Regions from separate parts of the Zea mays genome. Here regions 1 and 2 are each linked to region 3. The links are chromatin contacts, called in public Hi-C maps. All regions are on one chromosome and are shown on one strand. Each heading gives the region's core, a stretch centred on a gene start, on an enhancer-like site or on the middle of the called end of the contact. The rest is flanking DNA. Distances are from core to core; before and after follow the strand shown. Region 1 holds the start of LOC103643872 (phosphatidylinositol 4-phosphate 5-kinase 2). Region 2 has its middle 19 kb from the start of LOC103643872. Region 3 has its middle 5.5 kb from the start of LOC111590722.

What was found. A called contact is a pair of places that touch in the nucleus more often than the background predicts.
Region 1: a contact with region 3 is called in a Hi-C map of bundle sheath, with 3 times the contacts expected there. The contact joins the promoter of LOC103643872 here to the enhancer-like site in region 3. A contact is called at or near these places in 3 of 25 Hi-C or Micro-C datasets (bundle sheath and leaf).
Region 2: a Hi-C map of tassel shows a contact between it and region 3, with 3 times the contacts expected there. The contact joins two enhancer-like sites. A contact is called at or near these places in 4 of 25 Hi-C or Micro-C datasets (ear, leaf and tassel).

What each region holds. Positions count from the first base shown.
Region 1 is chr1:272,035,679-272,038,378 of Zm-B73-REFERENCE-NAM-5.0, forward strand. It overlaps LOC103643872 (phosphatidylinositol 4-phosphate 5-kinase 2), which reads right to left and starts at 1,408. Exons shown (of 8, transcript XM_008667053.4): 1 at 37-1,408. The coding sequence starts at 980.
Region 2 is chr1:272,016,490-272,019,189 of Zm-B73-REFERENCE-NAM-5.0, forward strand. No RefSeq gene overlaps it. Among protein-coding and RNA genes, the nearest start is that of LOC103643872, 19 kb to the right of the region's middle. Within about 2 kb of position 1,377, at least 20 of the 20 cell types and tissues checked have an H3K27ac peak or open chromatin away from gene starts, as enhancers often do. A contact at or near this core is called in ear, leaf and tassel, where this site is marked.
Region 3 is chr1:272,261,100-272,263,799 of Zm-B73-REFERENCE-NAM-5.0, forward strand. No RefSeq gene overlaps it. Among protein-coding and RNA genes, the nearest start is that of LOC111590722, 5.5 kb to the right of the region's middle. Within about 2 kb of position 1,257, at least 17 of the 20 cell types and tissues checked have an H3K27ac peak or open chromatin away from gene starts, as enhancers often do. A contact at or near this core is called in bundle sheath, ear, leaf and 1 more, where this site is marked.

The sequences.
Region 1 (2,700 bases), core at 158-2,657, 230 kb before region 3:
CCACATTGTGAGAACACGGAGCTACCAAAACCTCACATGATGCCTAATTGCAGCTGCAGCATAAGCTCGTAATTCTTGTGTCGCTTGGATATGGTCCGCCCGGGTCGTTTACTCTGCGGCGTGGTTGCCACCGCCGACGCCCAGCGTGGGACTCCGCTGGCTGATCGCATGTAAGTTGCTCCACCCGCGATAGCCGCGGCTTCCTTGAAGAGCATAGGCATAGACGCCTCGAGCGCGTCGACGATGTCGCAGGTAATGTCTCCAGCCTCGCCCTCCGACTCCCATATGCAGATCCGCGGGGTCGCCTTGTCCCCCACGCCCTCCACAGAAGACCTCCTACTCACAGCAACAGCACCAGGAGGCGCGAAGAAAGTGGCGCTCATGGCCGGCAGGTCTACCGAGCTCCCAGGCCAGGAGCCGCCGGTGGGCCACGTGAAGACCCCTGACCCTTTGGGCACGCCGTTCTCCCAGACGCCGTCGTAGCGGCTGCCATTGGCACAGATAAGCGCGCCGCGGCCGGAGAGCACCCCGGCGCGCCACTCCCCGATGTACTGGTTGCCGTTGGCCCAGACGTACCGGCCGTGGCCGTCCTGGAGGTTGCGGCGCCACTGGCCCTCGTAGCAGTCCCCGTTGGCGTAGGTCTTGTTGCCCAGGCCGTGGCGACGGTCCGCCACCCACGCGCCGCGGTAGGTGGCGCCGTCTGGGCCGACGAACACGCCCTGCCCGTCGATGCGGCCCCTGCGGAACTGCCCCTCGAACGTGGCGCCCGACGGCCACGAGAAGCGGCCCTTCCCGGACGCCTTGCCCCGCCGCCAGTTCCCCTCGTACATGCAGCCGTCGGCCCACACGTACCTGCCCTTCCCGTGCGGCGAGCCGCCGCGGTAGACGTCCCCGTTGAGCAGCGTCTTCTCCACCACCGCCGTCTCCTCGCCGCCAGCAGCGCTGCTGGCGGCGGTCATCGCCGGTGCCACCCGCCTCATCCCCCACGCGCACTCTCGCACTCAAGCCCGCGGCGTTGCAGTTGCAGACCGGAAGCTGCTAGGACTTGCGATTTGGTGGGACTCGGGATTTATGTTGCACTACCTCCTCTCCCTCTTCTCCCGAGCTTTGATCTGGGCTAGAGCGGTGCCAGTACTGGGCTACTACTACCAGTGCAGTGGCCACTAGTGTGCCAGGTGAAGTGGGTGGAGGAGGGAAGAGGATTATACAATGGAAGAGGAGCGAGAGGCCGAGGCCCGAGGGGGGTGGCTTTTACCTAGCTGTCCCAACAACATCTCGCTAAGATCAGCGCGGCTCCTCTGGCGTGCAACGAGCGGCTCGCCACGCGGAGTCGCGGATCTCCTGCGGCCAGTTCACATTTGGTGGTGGGGCCACGGGGGCACGAGTCACGAGTGGACCCGTCGTCGTCCGCGACGGTTTGGGGCAAAACCGGATTTTATGGTTGGGTTTCTTTATTTGGATATATGCATGGGCGTTTTATTTTTTTGGAGGGGAGGGGATGGTCATCGTCTCATCGAGACATGGACTGGTTGGGTTTGAGTCGAGACTGCGGAACAGTTCGAGACAGGCCACAACTCATTACCCCACCACGCTGCCGCCAGGGGCACTCTCCGCCCCTGTCAGAAAACGAAGGGACTCAAGCAAATGATGCGTATCCTTTTCATTCAATGATGGTGTGTATTTATACATAGTGAAATGACAGAAAACTTGTCCATTCGCTAAGGACGGTTTCCTCGTCGTAGGAGAGAGGGAGAGGGGTGCCTGTTCGGGAACATGATTTACATAAAGGAATATTATTAACACTAATCTTATTAACTAATGACCGTCGATCTTGTTAATCTCCACCTTTGATATTAAGTGTGTTTCCTCCTCCGGATTGCTGACGTGGACGAAATCATTTTTTCCTTAATACTCCCCCTTGATTGAGTCCATCAAATGAAAATCCTGCATTTAAAATTTCTACTATACCTCATATCACCTTACAAAAACCCTGTGGGAAAATTAAGAGTGATATGGTATACGCTTGTATTAATATTGTCTCATTAAAAACTTTATATGATAAAAACTCTTTGTGAGAGAAAAACCGCATAAAGAAAAGAGTGCAATATGATGTGAACTTGTTATGTATCGGTGAGAGTTACTCCCCCTGAATTTTGCAGATCTCTAAGTCTTCTCATACCTATACCTTCAACATATTTTGAAAATGTGGAGTACGGTAGGGACTTAATGAATAAATCTGCGAGATTGTCGCATGATTTAGTCTGCAATATATTTATTTCTCCATCCTTTTGTAATTCATGAGGGAAAAATAATTTTGGAGCTATATGCTTAGTGATATTGCTCTTAATATAACCAATTTCCATCTGAATAACACAAGCTGCATTATCTTCATAGATAATGGTAGGTGATTCTATAGAACCTATACCACAAGATTGTAGTATATGATTAATCATTCTACGAAGTCATACACATTCTTTGGAAGCTTCATATAAAGCAATTATTTCAGAATGATTTGTGGAAGTGGCTACCAAAGTTTGTTTGGTTGATTTCCAAGAGATAGTTGTTCCACCATATAAATAAACAAAGCCTGTTTGAGATCTGACATTATGAGGATCTGAAAGATAGCCAGCATCTGTATATCCAATTAAAGTCGAGTCTTGGCCTCTTTCGTAGAAAAGACCAAAATCTCTTGTACCATTG
Region 2 (2,700 bases), core at 127-2,626, 240 kb before region 3:
TCCACGTGCGTTGTGGCGGAGTTTTGCGAAGAGAACTAGGGGTGGGCAAAAAATTATCAAACATCGTTCGAACCGTACACCATACACCGAAATTTGTGGTATATTTGATTTTTGATGTTTGGCGTGGTTTAGATTTTAGCTCTATTTGGTGTTTGGTGCGGTTTCCAATATTCGCACAGCAAAAACCGAAATTTAGCAAACCTACCTTGATGCCCAACAAACAACTCATATAAGGTCCTAAACCCTAGACTCATATCATTTTAATTTTTAAGAACTATGAGTTAGTTACTCTTATTCGACACTAGATTGTTTATGCAGTTTTATTAAGTACTTGTTGATGAACTATTAATATGTTTTTTAGGCAATTTTATGTTTGTAGTTTTAATTTGCTACTTGTTTGGTGATTGTGGTAGTACCAAAACGAAACCAGAAAAACCGAACACTAAATTGTGCGGTTTTTATTTCTAAACAAAAAGCTTGGTTTCCATTTTCCAAGCACCAAACTTTTTTTAACACCGAATAATCCGCACCGAATAACCAATAAAACCGAATGCTCAGCCCTAAAGAGAACTCAAATTCACTCGTCATAATTCGGAGACCCCATCAACGAGAAAAAAACACTTTTTATGTTCAGTTCCAGATCATAGAAAACATGTTCATTAAATTCTTTTGTCCACCGGTGCCTGACGCATTTCGTCAAGTTACAGTCATGTCCATGAAAGTTTCTCTCTCCTCTTAATTACACTTCCATGTGATGAAGCATGATAGTCTGGCTTCGGCACGATAGTACGATACACATTGGACTTATATTTTCGACGACTGAGTAATTATTGACCTTGCGCTAGGTGAGCTATTTGACTCAAACGTTGGGATGGGCTATGTCAGCCCGCTGGGCCAGTGGCACAGCCCATGTGGTCCATCTTCCGGCAAATTACGCCCACCTTCAATGTGCAGCGTTGCAACTATCAGCTGGTAGTACTACAGTTCAATAGTAGGTGCGCAACTGAGCACTGCAAGCCGATCTGCGTGATTCACGACACGCTCTCGAAAACTTCGTCCCCTGCACAACAACATGCATCTCACAGGTCCTCGCGCCTCGGCGCCGGCAGTGCGTGCGTTCAGTTCAACGCACGAGCGAGAAGCACTGCAACAAGTGGATCGCCATCCCGTCCGGCGTGCACAGCACATCAGGCGCTGCACATAGCTCTTCTATTATCTTCTATTAAAGGCCTGTTCGGTTATTTTTAATCTATATGGATTGGAGGGGATTAATACGGATTGAGAGAGGGCTTGACGCGGCCGCACCCGACAACTACCTCGACGGCTGTGATGACGCGACTTTGGCGATCCTTTGCGCAGTCCCGGCTCGGCGGATTCACCATTCCTTTTGGAGATATACTCCACCGTACGGCTTGGCGCTTCCTAGCTGGCGGCCGGAGGACAGACGAGATGGCCTGAGCAAATAGTGCGTGTACGTGACCGGGCAACAACAACACGCACGTACGTCTCGGCGTAGTTGGAGCGTGCGGCAAGAGTAGCCTCTAGCCTTCTGTAGCAAGAACCTGCCGCCGCCTTGGCTTGGCCGCTGCTGCAGGCTAGCTCACGGTCGCAGACGAGCTGCGGCTGCCGCTTGCTGCTCCTGCTTGCATCCATGCACAGGGCTCGAGAAGCCGACCGGGGACGGCATGGAGAAATGCAACTGGCAACCCAAGCAGAACACTGTGCTGCAACGGGGAAGGGCAATGCCACAGGTGCTGCACGCTGCACCTGCATGCTCGCGGCAGGGCGCTCCAACAGTGGTTCGGCGCGCGGCGTGCACGCCGGTGCCAAATAAAGGCCTTCCATCGGGTTGCCGTTGCCGTGCGTGCCACTGCCACCGTTGCCTTGTACTATCGCCGAGTTATTTCGGAGTTCAGAACTCGATCGATCGGTCCATCTATGCGGCTCTGAGGCATGCGCGTGTTGTTGACTGTGTCTGTGTGGCCTCGGACGCCGGAGCCTAGAGCGCGGCTAGCGCCGGCTGTGCGGCAGCAGGAAATATTTGGACCGCCAGCCCAACGGCTTGCAACTTTTGCATAGATCAGGTGCTGCCGCTCAGCGCTGATTCTTCCCTTCCGTTCACCTCTGTTTTTGCTCCCCACATTTAAAGGCTAAAAAGCCTAAAATTATACGTAGAAATGGTAGTAGAATTGAAAGTCTCAACATATATATATTTTCGATCCCTCTTTTGTCTAGAGAAAACCTTTGTCTACCCAAGAACTTTAGCAAGCTGGCCTCACCACCGTAGCCCGTAGGCTACCTAAGGCGTGAGTGACACTACACCAAAATAGTAAACTTCATAGAGTCTAAACCCTAAAAAATTAGGTCTAAACTATAGGAAGTTACCTAAACTCTCGGAAGTTAGCTTAACTTCCTATAGGCCTCTAGGAAGTTAGCTAACTTCCTACAGCCAAAAAGCCTCTCGGAAGTTAGTAGATTCTCAGAAGTTAGTAGCTTCACGCCGTCAGCGCCGTCAGCTGACTAACTTCCTACAAGTAACTTCCTACGGCTGACTGCAGCGTGACTAACTTCCTACGGCTTACTGTAGCCCCTAGGAAGTTAGCTGGCTAACTTCTGACTGTAGCACTGGCTAACTTCCTACGACTTAATAAGCCTTTAGGAAGTTAATTTGACCAGCATTACAAATGTTGTTTATTTTTA
Region 3 (2,700 bases), core at 7-2,506:
GTCCAGGCTGCCATCGAATTTGTGCTGCGCCCGTGATTTAGACCGCGTGAACGTACGAGACAGTAGCCTAGCTAGCTTGTCGCGGCACACAAAGCTTTATTAATTAGAATATGTGTTTTTTCTTTGGCATCTCATCTCTGCAGCAGTTAACCTTGACAAGACCACACACACGCATATATGTGTATGTGCTATTCATCGACTATTCGACTGGGCATTGTGCACTACGGATCATTGCGAGGACGAACAATCTACTACTCTATATGTGGCTACAACGAGACCCAGGAGATGGAGGAGCGCCGCTGCGGCCCCGTAGGCAGACGATAGGATCGCCAGGCTATGTGGTGATGGAGCGCGAGTAAAAAAGTTCGGGACCGACACCGACCTGCGAGCGGCAATCGAAGCCCAGCCATATACTCCAGCTCCACCTTTCGTCTCGACGATCAACTCACAGTTTTACAAACGGGCGGATGTGCGGTGTGTGCAAACGTGGAATAATATTATAATAATAATCACCGAATAAGAACTGTTACAGGCACTGACGATATAGGGGTGCGTGCGTGCGGTCCAAGCAACCGAGCACCGAGCAGGGGATTCTGACCGGTCGGTTCAGAGAGAGTTTTCTACTGGCCGGCCGGAACCGAAACGTAAGCTAGATTCTCTAGTAGTAGAATATTAACGTTAACCCGGTGGCGATGGCGTCACAAATTCCGTCTCCTTAGCATATGGCAATAGCCTTTATTTGGAGTGACCTACTATCCCAATAAGAAAAAGAAACCACCGTGTTTATGGCCGCTGTCTAGAGTCGGCCATGGCAACCCGGATGTCTCAAGTTATTCAGACCAGAGTAAAGTCGCTTGACCTGATTACCTGAATTTTAAGCCGATTTGTTTTCGAATTGGTTTTTGAACTGAAAAAACTTTGAGATGAACACAGAAACCCGAGAGAGAGAGAGAGAGAGAGAGAGAGTTCCTTAAACAACTTACGTCTAAGATGTCTACGTACTATCATATCGTATATGGATCGAGCTGAGTACATACGCATCGAATAAATCGTACTCCAACGGTCACGATCGCCGGCCGGACCATGCGGTGCGGCCCACACGGGCTTCAATCAAAGGGAGCTTCATCCAGCGGCCTTTCGCAGGCCTCGCGCACGCGTTTCGCGCGGCCGAAATCGATGGCCCCGCTCCGCTCTGGTTCACGTCACGTGAAGCCAGGTCGAACGGCCGTGTTCCAAGGCCACACGAAGCCCGCGTCTAACGGGCCCAGTTAAGCAAGCCGCACATGACGTTGTGGTTGTTGCCCTGCGCGCACGGCGGGACAGTTTGGTGGCCCGCCGTCAAGACGCAGCCCAGCCCGCTCATTGTTTCTCGGCACAGCCCAACCAGTTTTCTCCACGGTCCGAGCAACCGGTGCTTGTTCTTGTTCCGACGAAGAACACAAAACATTTATTTATTTTAGACAGCACAAGGAAGGTCTGATTTCAGCGATCCACGGCTATTGCAAAATCGGCTCCGGATTTTCACACATCTGTAACGAAGTGCTAAATACTGTACCCTCTAAATTCCAATGTTTATTTTTCTCTCTAAGTGCGTAGCTTTTGCGATGTATTGATGTAAAAATCAGTCGCACTAGCTAGGTCTAGATTGTCGTGGTGGTCGCTATGGATAAAAAAACACATCATATAACTATCGTACAAGCAGCTAGATTTACAAGTACAACCGTTTGATATGCCTTGATTTGTAAATAAACAAACCTTGTTTTGTACTAAAGAACCAACCTTTTTTGGTACCGCCGGCTTTTGCTAACCAATATTGGAGTATGCTGATTTGTTTCCAATATTGGAGTGCAAATGGGACTGCCAGTCTGCCACCAATTCAAGGGGCCAGACACCAATTTGACCTCATTCTAGGGGTTTGTTTGTCAAATCGAGCCTCATATAGAACCAACCCTTAAGAGGCCAAATAGATACAATGCCAAGTATCAGAATTCCTTGGCAAAGGTTATGTGCATGAATCTCTAAGTCCATGTGTTGTTCCTATGCTTTTGATTACAAATAAAGATGGATCTTTACTCATGTGCGTGGATTGTAGAGCAATTAATAACATCACAATCACATGATGTCACCGTACCCCTAGCTAGTCTAGATGATATGCATGTTGAATTGAGCGGCTCTTTGGTGTTCTCAAAATTTTATTTTGTGTAGTGGTTACCACTAGATTCACATGAAGTTAGGAGATGAATCAAAAATTGCATGTAAAACAATGTTCGGTCTATATGAGTTGCTAGTCACACCTTTTGGTCTCACTAATGCACCAAGCACATTCATGAGATTAATGAATGAAATTTTATATCCCTTCATTGGTAAATTTATGGTTGTATATTTTGATGTCATTCTAATATGTAGCAATTCATACAAGGAGCACAATGATCATTTGTGTGCCATATTGTTCACTTATTTGGAAACCTAAAAAAGTGCACCTTTTACACGACTCGAGTCTCTTTTTGTTGGCTATGTTTGTGACACCCTAGAGAATTAAAGTTGAGCAAGCCAGGATCAATGGCATACGAAGCTGGTTGGTTCCTACGATGATCACACAAGTGCGGAGTTTTCTTGGTCTTACACTCTTACTGGGTTCTAGTGCCATTCACTTATGATAAGGAACTCACCAAGAAAGGAGCAACATTCACTTGGGCTACA